Linked DNA regions of Mus musculus: all the other regions are linked to region 3. Evidence: chromatin contacts called from public Hi-C data. All regions are on one chromosome and are shown on one strand. The core of a region is the stretch at or near the end of the contact, and the rest is flanking DNA. Distances in the headings are between cores, read along the strand shown. Region 1 has its middle 28 kb from the start of Gm52545. Region 2 has its middle 74 kb from the start of Gm52545. Region 3 overlaps Gm36031 (a long non-coding RNA gene).

Region 1 (4,395 bases), core at 90-2,589, 240 kb before region 3:
TTTATTTTTTGAGAAATGGCTTTTCTGTATAACATTGACAATCTTAGAACTTCTTCTGCAGACCAGGATGAATCACATCACAGAGATCCACCTGCCTCTGCCTCCCAAGAGCTGGGATTAAAGGTGTGTATCACCACTGCTGGACAAGTTAAAAGCATTCCTACTGTGGTTTTTAACCTGACTGTTCACACACTGTGTGGATTTCCATAAACGGCCATGTGATTGGTGTCCTATTAGTCATTTCTTGTCACTGTGACTGAATGCATGACAAAAGGTGGCATAATGAGAGATGAGTTATTTGGGCTCAGGGTTTGTGATGGTAGATCACAGCAATGCAGTGAACATGACTTTTCACAAGAAGGTATGGCTCTGTGGACCAAAAACTAGAAAGCTTGGGCCAGAGCTGGAACTAGGGCTAGACTATACTGGGACAAGCCTGTTACCACTCTACCCCCTTAGTGACCTACTTCCTATATCTAAATCCTACCTCCTAAGGGTTTCACAGTTTCTCAAAATACCACCACCGGCTGGAGACCAAGTGTTCAAACACAAGGGCCTGTGGGGGCCTCTGAAACTATAACATAACAGCAACCATTTGAATAAGTCCCTGCAAATACATCAGACAGTACAAACAAAGGGAGTGAAGGAAGGGTGAACGAAGTATTCCCAAGAGCAGAGAATAAGGTCATGCTACATTTCTGTTGACATTGTTAAAACAGTTTTGGTTTATTTTGAAGTTCAGGCTTTATTCTATGCAGAGCAGACCACAATACAATGAGCCAATGGGTAAATGCAAATATCTATGAATTTGGGTACAATTAATTTTTCCATCAGGAGTCCACTTCTGGTCTTACTATATTGCCATTCTTGTTATTATTATTGTTATAATTTTTATGGTTCTGGGAGTCTCTATCACTGCGCTAGCTCCCCAGCCCCATTCCTGGTCTTTAAAACTGTAGAAGAACAGAGGAGATGAAGAGACCTAGTTCTTATCTTGACTCTGTTGTGTCTGACATTGGCCAAATCACAGGACTTATAGGGGTATTTTTTCCCCTGATGAAGAACAGTATTATGTTTGGTTAGTGTGTAAGGACTCTAGGCTCTAAAGTGCAAGCTAAAGTTGCCGAGTTTCTTGAAGATCAGCTTTAGCTTACTGGACATCCCAGGGCCCTGAGAGTTCTGGAGACCCACAGACAAACAAGGGAGAAGCTAATGTGACCAGTTTGACAATCAGTCCAAGTCGTGATTCACTTTGGACACTTCCTTTAAGGAGCCTCCCCTGAGACCTCCACAAAAGCCACTTGGCACAAACCCTGCCACCCAGTATTTGCTTTCCAGTGGCTTCTTGGGAAAGCTATTGAGAGGGAGGGCTCTCTTTAGAATCTCTTAATGAGGAGGCCCTAGTTGTGAGGGCTTTCAATGCAGGAACTCGGTGCCCCCTTTTCAGAGTACAATTTCACCCCTTTGGCCCTCTGCCTCTGGCTTCTGTTCCTGCTCTGGAAAGTTCAAAGAGGGATAAAATTATACAGGAAAAGCCTGGCCTCAGTGCCATAAACACTCATCCCTGAGACCAAAGGAAAAGGCCAGAAAGAGACTACAGAGGGCCTTGCTTTCTGGCTACCACCTGCCTCTCTGAAGTGTTAATTCTTGACCCTCCTGATGTGAGCAGCACGAAGCTGTTGTCATGTTCTGTCCTGAAGCTCGCACCTCCATGTCGGGGCTCAGTAAGCATGTAGCTAAGTGACATTGTCAAGAGAAGCCATCCTGGTTGTCAGGAAGGGATGGAGGATGCTTTGGACTTCACGTGCCCCTTGCCCAACCCTCAAGTCTATATTGAAATCTTATTTCCCAAGACTATTGTGTTGGAATATGGGGTCTTTGGATTATGACCCTAAAAAAGAGGTCACCAGAGAGCTTCCCTGACTCTTCCATCATGTGAGGAAGTGAGCACCAACCAGAACATCCAATGATTTGCTTTTGTACATAACAATTTCTAGAATGATGAGAAATAGCCACACTATTTAAGGTGTCCCATTTGTCGCACTTTGCTACAGCCACCTGTGACCTTAATCTTGATGGCCAACTTGTGAGAACTGAGAGATGTCTATAATTAGTAAGACACTCTTCTGGGTGTGTCTGTGGAGGCTTCTGCAGAGAAGAATGGTGTGTGAGAGAGGAGCTAAGAACACAGTGGCCTGCCTTTACTGTGGGCAGCATGGCCCACTGGGTCGGAGACCTGAGTTAAATGCAGGTGGGGAAGGAGAAAGCCAGTTGGTGCACACAAGCCCCACCCTTGCCACATAAATGCAGGTACTGTTGCTGCCACTGTGGCCTATGGTGTGGATACAGAGCATTCCAGCTGCTCATCCTGGCTCATAGCAATGGATCCAGACAGCATCCAGATGTTCTGTTTTTGATTATGGCTGCATCATTGTAATTCCTTGTTTGAGGCATACAGCTTTTTAGAACAATTCAAATCCCCATCTCTACCTCTCCAGCTTATAGACAGCTATTGCTGCTTATCTGGGAGAGATGGAGAATGCCTTGGACTGAGTGTGTGCTTTTCCAAACTCAGTTCATGCATTGAAATGCTAACTCCCAATTGCATGAGCCAAGGTTACAAATCTCCTCATTTGGAGTCTGTTGCTTATGTTCTTCCAGATAACCATGGTGAATATTTAGCCAGACACCCTTATGCAAGGAAGTCAGCTTCTGAGAGAGAGGAGGAGAAGACAGACAGACAGACAGATACACTCAGAAATAGAGAAACACAGAGAGAAGAGACAGAGAGGAGAAACCCCACAGCAAATGAGGACAAGGAGGTAAGCCCTTCCCCCACCTTCTTTACCTTCTCCCTCATATGCCCCTTGGCCTTTTCTCTCTGGTGTCAAGAGTCTGAAGATGCTCACATAGCCTCTTAAGCTCACTGCCTGCTTAGACAGGGGCCCTAAGTCTATCGAGACCCAGAGATATGGGAGCTAAGGAATCCCCTGCCTGCCTCCTCAAGGTTCCATTCTCCCAGTGACCTGAGCTCCCTCTACCACCAGTGTGCTTTAGTTATGAGTACAGCAGCTGAAGGTCAGACACTGTGACTTGCTTTTTTCCTTTTTTAAATTGTCCTCAATTGCTCTGGTCCACAGTTAGCAACGGCTGACCTGGCCTGGAGACCCAGCTTCCAGAAGTGGGGCTCCTTATAATGTTTAGCACTCTTTCTCTGGCATCCTGCACTTGCAAAACATCGGGGCTCTGAGTTTCAAGTCCTCTCAAAGGCAGGGATTGGCCATGTTGGGTTCTAATTCTTAGGTCGCTTGGGAACTAAACCTAAGGAGTGCCCTTCACTTAAACCTGCCTTTGTGGGAATGTAACAGGTGACCATTGTATTGGCTATGTTTCTCACTAATGTGGCAAAATGCCTGACAGAGAGAGACAATTAAGACAGGAAGGATTTGTTCTGGCTTGAGGCTTAAGGGGGATACAGTCCATCATGGTGGGGAAGAAAAGATGGCTGAGAGTGTGTGATCAGAAAGCAGAGAACTTGGCAGGAACCAGACCTGGATCAAGCCTTTGACATTCAAGATCCACCGTACCAAAGCCTTACTGCTAGGTTCCTAGGTTCCGTAGCCTCTCCAAACAGCACAACCAGCTGAGGACCAACATTTCAAACACATAAGCCAATAGGAGACACTTAACTTTCAAGGCAAACCCAACAAACTCCAGGAACCCACTTGTCTGCTAGTGATGGCCTTGTATTATAAGTGCATCCTGCCACCGTGTGTGTGTGTGTGTGTGTGTGTGAGTGTGTGAGTGTGAGTAGTGTATGAGTGTGTGTGTCAGAGCATGTGTGTATATGTGTGTATGGGTGTGTGTGTATGAGTGTGTGAGTGTGTGAGTGTGTGTTTCTGAGTATGTGTGTGTATGTGCACATGTGTATGTCTGAATATGTGTGTATGTATGTGTGTGAGTACGTGTGTTTGTGTGTGTGAGTGTGTCTAAGTATGTGCATTTGTGTGTGTGTGTGTTTGTGTTTGTGTGTGTGTGTGTGTGTGTGAGTGTATGTGTGTGTGTATGTGATGTTTTGGAAATCAAACTGAAGTCCTTGTGTTTAGTAACTATTTCACCAACTAAGCCATCTACCCCACTCCACACTGCTAGAAGCCTATCTCTAATTATCATTTCTTAGAATACACAAGGTTAGCCTTTCCTTTATTTTTCCTTTGAACTGAAGCAAAATCCCATGGGTTCAGTGGAGCTACAGCTGTGGTTGCTCTGGCTGGAGGTTGAATGGGATCTTGAATTTTGCAGTTGATCATGTAAAGCAGGCAGCACGGCCTTCCCTCCTAGAGCTCGCTCTGGTCTAATGAAGCAATCAATTTCTTCTTGTCTGACAAATGTTAC
Region 2 (4,421 bases), core at 783-3,282, 140 kb before region 3:
CCCTGGAATCATCTCACACCTCTGGTTCTCAGAATCTTTGCACCTTCTCTTACACTGAGATCCCTGTACCCAGAGGAAAGGAGTTGGATGAAGCTCTCCTGCTTAGGACAGCGATCCAAAGTCTCTCACTCTGCATATTCTCTGTCTGCTTGTGGCTGTCTCTGTGTTAACACTGCGAAAAGAAGCTTCTCTGAGGAGGGTAGGTCTCTTAAAATAACATCCCCTAGGCTTGCTGTTTCTTTCTTCTCCATAGTGACTCATCAACAGCCTCGCCTTGCCTTTTGGCTTCCAATGTTATTTGTTCTTGTGCTTGGGAGTAAAATTAGGTAGGCCTTTCTTTCGTCCTACAAAACCCCATTGTAAAACACACACAAACATTCACAGACATATACACACAAACGCACACATAACACCCTCACATACATACACAGATATACACATACAAACATATACACATAAACACGAATACATACACAAGCATACACACAGAACACATATACAAACATGCATATACACATAGCATATTCACACACATGCACACACACACATACTCACACAAACATGTACACACATAACATACTCTCACACACACATACTCACATAAACATATACACACATAACATACTCTCACACACACATACTCACACAAACATATACACACATATAAACACACAAACACACGCATACATACTTTGACATGAGTAAAACCTTTCTTAAAATGTTAAAAATAAATAAGGTTCCTTTAATGAACTCTTTCACTATCCCACCTGTTTTCTGTCACACTGTTGATAGATATACTTCTTAAAAACAAACTCAGGTTGAGGACGCAGGAAAGGAAATCAGAATTATTTGACTCATCACATGCCATCATATAATGCTTGAGCCATTGTTCCTTCTCCTAAGATCCAACATATCAGAGCCACTGCTACAATGAGTTTAAGCAACATGAAGAGTTAACCAGCAGCAGTTTCTTCTTGACCAGAGCCTGGGGCCAATGTCACAGGGATTTGTAAAATCCCCAGACCCTCCCCTAACATCAGAGTCACACAAATGCAGGCCAGCTTGCTCCCCTGTCATTGTCACACTTGAGTAGAAGACATAAGATGGCTGCCAGGTTTGGGCACCATCACATCCTTACCCTCTTTCCTGTGTAAGTGGGACCATTGCCAGAGTACATCTTTATCCCATTGGCTGCCAAAGACTGGCTGTTTCCGGGCTGTCTTGTAAGGTTTGAGCCACAGTAGAAGAGGGTGGCTAGACCACACATTACATATGTGTGATCCTGTGCTAGTGCCAATTAGCAGCATGTGTTGTTGATCCTATTTCAAATGTCAGCAGCATCATGGGATAGAGAGGATGGAGAGGTAATGTACAGGCAGAGTGCTATGTGCTATTGTTAGACAGGACTGTAGCCCATCCCAGGAACAGGGCTACAAGAACAAAGCCATGGCAGAAGGATGCTTGCAGGGTTAGAGAATTGTCTCCTACCTCAAACATATTGACAAGACAGGTAGTCTGGTAGTTCCACCCATGGGCTGGGAAATGGCTCCTCTGATTTTTCTGGAGTGTTCAGTCCCTAATGTTAGCGTAATCACCGCAGAAACAGCATCACAAAGAGTTAAATCTCAGAACACAGAACTGCCAGACATCAGGAGAAGAGAGGCAAGCAGACTGGTACTGTACGCCTAAAGAAGCAACCATGGCAAAGTTATACAAATTAGGGATCGCTTTCTGAGCCCACCCTCCTGAAAAAGACTATGGCAACAAAGAAACAGCTTCTGGTCTCTGACAGACACTGCAGTCTACTTCTGTGTATCCATCCTAGCCCCTTCATGTGTCTTTTTATGTTGCAGAGGCTCAAATGTCAAAAGCAACATTATTTCTGAGGCTTTCCTGCATCTGTGACCTTGGTGTGATTTTGGGTCCAAGCGATTCATGCCAGATATAAATATAGGATGATTATGAAGAGAGATGGGAGGGTGGCAATCTTCCATCTTGCTGGCACAAATCACGACAGACAGGATGACTCTACAACCAGGCTTCCTGCCTCCAAAATCTCTGCAGCAGAAGCAGCCACCTACCCACACTGTGCAGAGGCAGTGTGACTCCCAGGGATTCCCTGGTGCTGCTCAATTCCTGTCTGTTGCGGCCCACCAGCCGCTCACATGTCTGGGTTCTAGTCTGGAAAGGCATCTTGGATACTGGAAGAGAAGAGGGGGCTAGGCGGTGCGATAGAGATGGAACCAAGACAACCACTCTGATCAAGGTTCAATTTTACTGTTCCCGACACTGGGTTATGAAGCAGGGGAAGGGACCCATTCCAGCCAAATCATCCTGGAGTAAAGTTGCAGGTGACCACGTGTTTGGCTCCGGAACAGCAGGGCGGCAGGCAGCAGCAGTGGGAGTGGCAGAACGAAAGGGCGGCAGGCTCCGCCCCATGCTCTCTTCTTGCTCACAGTGAAACCTGAGCTGAGGGTGTGTGTGTGTGTGTGTGTGTGTGTGTGTGTGTGTGTGTGTGTTACACCTGTCCACTGGTTTCTTTGTAAGACATCTACATACTGTATCAAATCCTTCTGCTCCAGCTAGGTGAGATGGTTCGATATATATGAATTCTAATTAACACACTACTCAACCCATCCTCATTTCACCCCAGTTTTTAGGAGAAGAGAGAAGACACAATCTCTCTGTCTCTCTCTGTCTGTCTCTCTCTCTCACACACACACACACAGAGAGAGAGAGAGAGAGAGAGAGAGAGAGAGAGAGGGAGAGGGAGAGGGAGAGGGAGAGGGAGAGGGAGAGGGAGAGGGAGAGGGAGAGGGAGAGGGAGAGGGAGAGAGAGAATCTTTAAGATGTGTGAAGAGTCTGGTGTGAGGGAAAGGGAAGCCCTCACATTCCCTCATCACAGCAGTGTTGGCAGTGAAAGGTAAAGAAGTGGCCAGATGAAAAATGAGCCAAAAAAGACTTCTGCATATTTTTTTATACTTATCACATTTTCTTAATAAAAGAAGTATTCACATATTAGGAAATGTAAAAGCCTTGGAGATGAACTCTCTCCAAGCAAATTAGACTTAAGACTTTCTTCTATCTGAGGATTTTGCCTGAGCCCTGAGACCCCATGTTCTGATTGGATGTCATCCCAAGTAATACTGAGCAGAAGCAAAAGAAGAGATGGGGTAGAGCCTGAGAGCTGAGTGGCATTTGGATAGTCCTAGTCTCTGTGTCTTGTGCTTTTTCCTCTTGAGCATATAACCGAATATATACCTTATGACAGTTGAAACTAATTCACTTGAAGGTTAGAGTTCAGAAATCTGAAACTAAAGAGTTGGCCCCATGGTACCCTCTGATGGCTTTGAAATGGAAACCATTCCATGAATCTCTCCTAATTCCTGATGGTGTCCAAAAGGCCTTTGTGCTCCTTGGCCGATAGCAATGGGACACCAATCTCTAGTTGCACTGTTACCTGACATTCTTTCCATGGGAATGTCTGTGTCTTTTCTTCATATTAGAATTGTGGAAGGAGGGACCACTCTTAAAGGGGAAACTTCTGGTTTCTTTAGAAAGTCAGTTAAGTCAAGTGATGTTTTGCTGGGGCACACAAGTAAAAGGATATTTTGCTAAAGCAGCCACGTGAAAGAATGTTTTGCTGAAGCAGACAAAGGTGAAAGAAATGATACTTTGCTAAAGCATATCATGCTTCACATATCATGAAAAGACACATGATGCTTAGAAGTAATATAAATATAACACAACAGACGATGGATGATGCTGGATGGTATTGGTATGCCTTACCATTGTTTATTGATCATCATTTGTCGTGACTCCATAGAGAGAAGCATACCAAAATGCTGGTGGTGTTCTGGTGGCTTCTTGCTGCTTTCTCAGACTTGGGCCATCTGGCAGAATGATGTGGAAGGTTCTGGATCTATCAGCTGATACAGACTCCCATGGAGCATTGCTAAGACAGACTCAGAGTGTTTTGCTGAGGTAAGACCTATGAGGGGCAAGACCTGTGGGAGGGCACATGATGTTTGGAGGGAGTATAAATAGGTCTCAATGGACAGTGAGAGCAGGCTTGCATGGTTAGCTTTGCTTTGCTGGTCTCATGTCTTTATCTCTTCTGAAAGAGGCACACCAGAGAACTTCTGGTGTCCCTGCTGGCCCTGGTAACTCCTGCTGACTCTTGCTCATTAGGTGGAGGCCTGGCTGTTTCTGCTGGATCATGCTACTGCTGCTGATTCATGTTTGTTCTCCTGGCACTACTGAACTGGACTGCTGATAGCCTGACAATTGGAGATTGAAATCACCACAAGGAACTACTTCTAAACAACATACAGCAGAGCTTTGGGCCTTCTTCTGGATCGACCTGCTTTTGCTGATTCCTGTGAACTAAACTGCTGATAGCCTGTCAATGTGAATTGGAT
Region 3 (4,772 bases), core at 1,298-3,797:
CCAAAGCTTCAAGCCATCAGCAATGAGCAGGTGTCCCTGCTCAATCATTTGAAACTGAGATGTGTTTCCTTATAGAGAAAGTTAAGGAAGCATAGAATCAAAGGTGTTTCCTGGGACATCTCACTACTGTGGGTGAGCCCAGAGATGCCAAACCACATGGGAAACCTATTGTGGCTCTGCCACAGACAGCTGTTTTGTTTTTGTTTTGTTTTGTTTTGTTTGTTTGTTTGTTTGTTTTTGTTTTTGTTTTTGTTTTTGTTTTTGTTTTACTAAACCTGGAATGGAGTTCTGGGGTAACAATGTATCCCCATCTGTAAACTATTCCACAACTGCTAGCACTCAGGTGACAAGAAACTTAAGTAGAGCTTTCCCAACATGAGGACCAGTGTTCTCCAACTTCTCTGTACTCTCCCGGCAAAAGGAAGGTAGCTATGACCACCGTTAGTCATGTAGATGGAAAACCCATTTAAGGGCTGTCGAGACAGCTCAGTCAGTAGAGGGCTTGGCACACAAGTACAAGAGCCAAGAGCCTAAGTTGGATTCAAGAGCAGATGTTTAACAAACAAACAAACAAGCAAACAAAAAGCTGTAGTAGCACGTTTAATTATAAACAGTTGAAAAAAGGAGACAGGAGGATACCTGGGGTTCACTGGGTAACCAAGTCTAGCCTACTTGGTGAGCTCCAAGCCTGAGAGCCTAATGCATAAAACAAGATGGATATCCAAGGTTGTTCTCTGCCCACCTCATATAACAAGTACCTGAACACAGTACACAAAGATTTCCAGCCCAGGCATCCAGCTACATGTAGCCTTCCTTCTTTATACAATCAACTCTGGACTGAGTCAGTTAAATGGTGAATGTCAGATTGCACTGATAATTTGCATAATTTTCTGCCTCTCCTAAACTGGGTCCAGCCTCTCCACAGGCAGATGGCTCTCACTGCCAAAGCGTTTTTCGGGCTCAGATTGCCTTTGCAGAATGCAATGGATGCCAAATTCAAAGCCACTGGATTTGGTAGAAATCATTAAGGACGTATCTGGCTGTGTGTGAGAACAGCCATTTTAGTCAGGAGATTCTCAGGAAATTCCTAGGTTTGGAAACACTAGAACCCAAGGAACACTAGACATGGTAACAGACAACAAAGGGACTGGGGACTGAGACCTAAGAAACACTAGGCATAGCTCTTGCACATAGGCCATGAGCCCTGAACTGGTTTTTCTCAGGCTGAACTTAGCACAATGGAGAAAGGAGCTTCCAAGGCCAAGGACTTATCCTCTAGTCCCCAGAGTTTATGATCCCATTTCTAGACTGTAACGTTGTTTTGACTAAATTTTCTGGACCTCCTTCCAGAGTCACCATGAGCCTTGCACAAGTGCTTGCATGCACAGACACACCACACACACACACACACACACACACACACACACACACCACATAAAGCACACATACACACACATGTACCACACACAAGCAGACACACACCACACACACACATACCACACAAGCACACACACACACCACACACACATACACACACCACACACACATACACACACCACACAAGCATACACACCACACCCCCACACACACACACACCACACAAACACATACCACACACACCACACAAATACCACACACACACACACTACTTCTGGTCACTACAGAGTGTCCAATGCTGCTTCCAGCTCCACCACCAGGCCACAAAGGATGCTGAGGTATGTGTGTCTGTAGAAGAAAACAGAAGCCTCTGGGAGACAGACACAGAGAAAGGACCAGGCTCTGTCTAGACTTCACAATGAAGCTAAAATTTCACACAACATTAAAAAGAAAAACATGAGCATCATGGAGACCTCCAAAGAGACTGTCACCCTCGGTGTCCCCTTCTTCACCGGAGGTGACACTACTAAGACGAAGAAGAGAGCTTTCCTTTCCTATGTGATCTTTCCATTTCCTTCCCAGTATTGGTCGCCATTGTCTTCCCGGTTTTAAAAGCAAGCTCTGGCCTTCTCACGAGACTGTCTCCTTAGTTCTTTGCCTGCCAGACACTGGCCCTTGCTGGAAAACAACAGCCCTCATCTAAGCCCTCATTTCTCTGACTTGCTAGCTGCGTGTGAATAATGTCAGCTTCTTCCTGTCTGCCATGAGCCCTTGCCACCTGATCTGTGAAATCCCTCAGTTCACCTCGGCATCGCAGTGACCCTCGGAGGAGCAGTGGGGACTCTGTCACTCTCTTCTATTCCACAGGAATAAAAATTCAGGACCAACCCAGATTGCCTTCCAGATGGGGACGAGATAAAAGGGTTTGAATGCAGTCACATGGCTAAATTAAGAAGCAGATAGAAATAGAACAAAATGAAGCTGGGGCTGAGAGTTGGGGAGCAAATACTTTGTGGGCGAGCCAGAACTCAGTGATGCAGGCCTCTGCTGCCTGAGATCTAATTTGCAATGCCACAAAGAATTCTCTGGTTCAGATTTCCTTTGCTCCTCACTTTCTGTTCCCAGTCAGAAGCCACTGAAGCTGGCTAAGATCCCAGACAGGGCAGGCCTTTAGATCTTAAGAAGAGAGGGACCTCTAGTGTTGAGTTACTTGTCTACTGCTCGCTGTTGCTGTTCACCCCCATATTTACCTCTTACCTTGTGATTATTAGAGTTTCTTTGAAGGCTAGTATTCATTTAAATGTTAAAATTTAAATTTAAATTTAAATTTAAAATGTTAAAAGTGGGTTTTTCTCCCTTCCTGGAAAACTAAGAAAATTGAGAATGGGTAAATATAAGCCAACATACTAGTTTAAAGAAGACTTGAGCAAAATGTCACGTGATTAAAAAGTATTATTAGACACCTATAAGGTGCTCAGTAGTTAAGAGCACTTGCTGCTCTTCCAGAGGACCTGGGTTCAGTTCTCAGCACTCACATCAGGAGGCTCACAACCATCTGTGACTCCAGCTGCAGGGGATCCAACACCCTCTTCTGGACTCTGCCATCATCAGCGATACACGTGGTACACATACACATGTGCAGGCAAATACTCAAATGTAGGAAATAAAAATAATAGATTTTTTAAGCATCCATTAAACCTTTGACCTTAGCATAGGGACTAAAAGCCATTTCAATAAGTCTGGAACATGAAAATATAATCATAATACCAGTTTTTCAGTAGGTTCCGGAAAGCACCGATCCCGCTCTCTGTCAGGCTGAATGTGGGTTTGTGTAGGCCACAGCTAGGAAACATAAACAAAGGAAGGTGTGGCAGTTCCTCCTTCCTGGCGGTGATTCTCGGTTGTTGATTCATCCGAATACTTCGCAAAGTATCTTCTGTGACCAGATCCAATCAGATGCACCTGGTCCAAGGATTCACAGAAGGGGATGGTATCATTGTGGCTCAGAGGTCACTGTTAGCTTTCTGCCACTAGCATAAATATCTGAGATGATCTACTTACAAAGAGGAAAGAAAAGCTCCATTTACAAAGATATATTTAGGTTTGGGGGTCTGCATTGGTTACTATTGCTCTAGGGTCTGTTGCATCTAGTCCTCTCATGGCGGGGAGCGTGTGGTAGGGCAGAGCTATCCACTTATGGTGCAAAGGCAGAAGAAAGGGGAAGGGGCTGAGGTGCCATCTACTGTCCTCTTTGAAGAGGCCTGAGCACCGCCACTGGAGGCAGCTTCTGGTGCACACCTGCAGTCCCAGCACTCAAAGAGAACAGAGACCTGCTGTGTGTTCAAGACCAGCCTGGGCTACCTAGCAAGTATTAAGTGGCTTGAGCTGCACACCAAGACCTCGCCTTAAAAACAGCAAAATCGCTTCCATTAGGCCCTTCCCCCACCCCTAAAAGGTTCTACTTCCACCCCATAGTGCCACACAGGGAGCAACGCCTTCATCATATGGACCCATTATATTCCAGTATAACTGTAAATTATACTAGCTACCAAGAGTAGCAAGAGATAGTTCAAATCCATGAGACCGCCTATGTTTGGAAAATGAAATAATTAATATTCATTGTCAATTAGATCAAATTTAGAATCACCCAGGAGATACACCTCTAGGTATGACTGTGAAGGTTTCCAGAGAGATTCAACTGGTAAACAAGACTTGGGTTGAATATGGGCATCATTATCAAATGGGTATGCATCCTAGATTGTATAAAAAGGAAGAACAGAAGAAAAAAACTAGTAAACAGACCAACAGATTCATCTCCTCTGCTTCCTGGCCATGGGCACAATATAACCACCTGCCTGAAGCCCTTGCCACTACAGCTAAAGTCATTGTCACCTTCGTGCCACCTCACCACGAAGGACTATATCCTTTGTCACACCCTTCCTTAAGTTGCTTTCATCAGATATTTTATCAGAGTAACACAAAATAACTGATGCATGGAAGTAAACCAGCAACACCCATCATGCCTTAAGATGGGGGCAGCCAGAGGACTAGGCTCAGGTTTTAACCACAATGGCCGATCAGATGCATCCGGTTCAAGGATTCACAGAGAGGGGTGTTCTTGGGTTTAATCTTCAGAGGTGAATACTAGTTCTTGGGCTTGAGGGGAAGGGGGGAGAGGAAGATAAAGACTCAGGGCTCAGTGGGAGAGGGAATCCTCTGTTTGCCTCCAACCAGACTCCAGCCTAGTGTTTACCCTGACGAGACCCTGATGAGAACGGGGGGGGGGGGGGGAGCTGAAAACACTGTCCTTGGAAAATGCATGGGGAGATCTGAAGGCCTCTTGTCAGGACCCTAGGGACGGGATCCGAAAGAACCATAGCAAATGCAGTCCTTTA

Evidence for each region. Hi-C and Micro-C count contacts between places; a contact is called where the count stands out from the background.
Region 1: a Hi-C map of cerebral cortex shows a contact between it and region 3, with 6 times the contacts expected there. The contact joins two enhancer-like sites. A contact is called at or near these places in 5 of 484 Hi-C or Micro-C datasets (the G1E-ER4 cell line, cerebral cortex, cortical neurons and 1 more) and 2 of 115 datasets of contacts at active chromatin or transcription factors (astrocytes and neural progenitor cells).
Region 2: a contact with region 3 is called in a Hi-C map of cortical neurons, with 2.8 times the contacts expected there. The contact joins two enhancer-like sites. A contact is called at or near these places in 5 of 484 Hi-C or Micro-C datasets (cerebellar granule neurons, cerebral cortex, cortical neurons and 1 more) and 2 of 115 datasets of contacts at active chromatin or transcription factors (double positive thymocytes and neural progenitor cells).

Annotation. Positions count from the first base shown.
Region 1 is chr2:4,057,850-4,062,244 of GRCm38.p6, reverse strand. It overlaps a transcript of Frmd4a not described here. Among named protein-coding and RNA genes, the nearest start is that of Gm52545, 28 kb to the right of the region's middle. Within about 2 kb of position 1,339, at least 16 of the 459 cell types and tissues checked have an H3K27ac peak or open chromatin away from gene starts, as enhancers often do. A contact at or near this core is called in cerebral cortex, where this site is marked.
Region 2 is chr2:3,956,197-3,960,617 of GRCm38.p6, reverse strand. No RefSeq gene overlaps it. Among named protein-coding and RNA genes, the nearest start is that of Gm52545, 74 kb to the left of the region's middle. Within about 2 kb of position 2,032, at least 29 of the 459 cell types and tissues checked have an H3K27ac peak or open chromatin away from gene starts, as enhancers often do. A contact at or near this core is called in cortical neurons, where this site is marked.
Region 3 is chr2:3,814,001-3,818,772 of GRCm38.p6, reverse strand. Gm36031 (a long non-coding RNA gene) reads right to left here. Exons shown (of 5, transcript XR_373951.3): 4 at 3,145-3,339. Among named protein-coding and RNA genes, the nearest start is that of Gm36031, 8.5 kb to the right of the region's middle. Within about 2 kb of position 2,547, at least 44 of the 459 cell types and tissues checked have an H3K27ac peak or open chromatin away from gene starts, as enhancers often do. A contact at or near this core is called in cerebral cortex and cortical neurons, where this site is marked.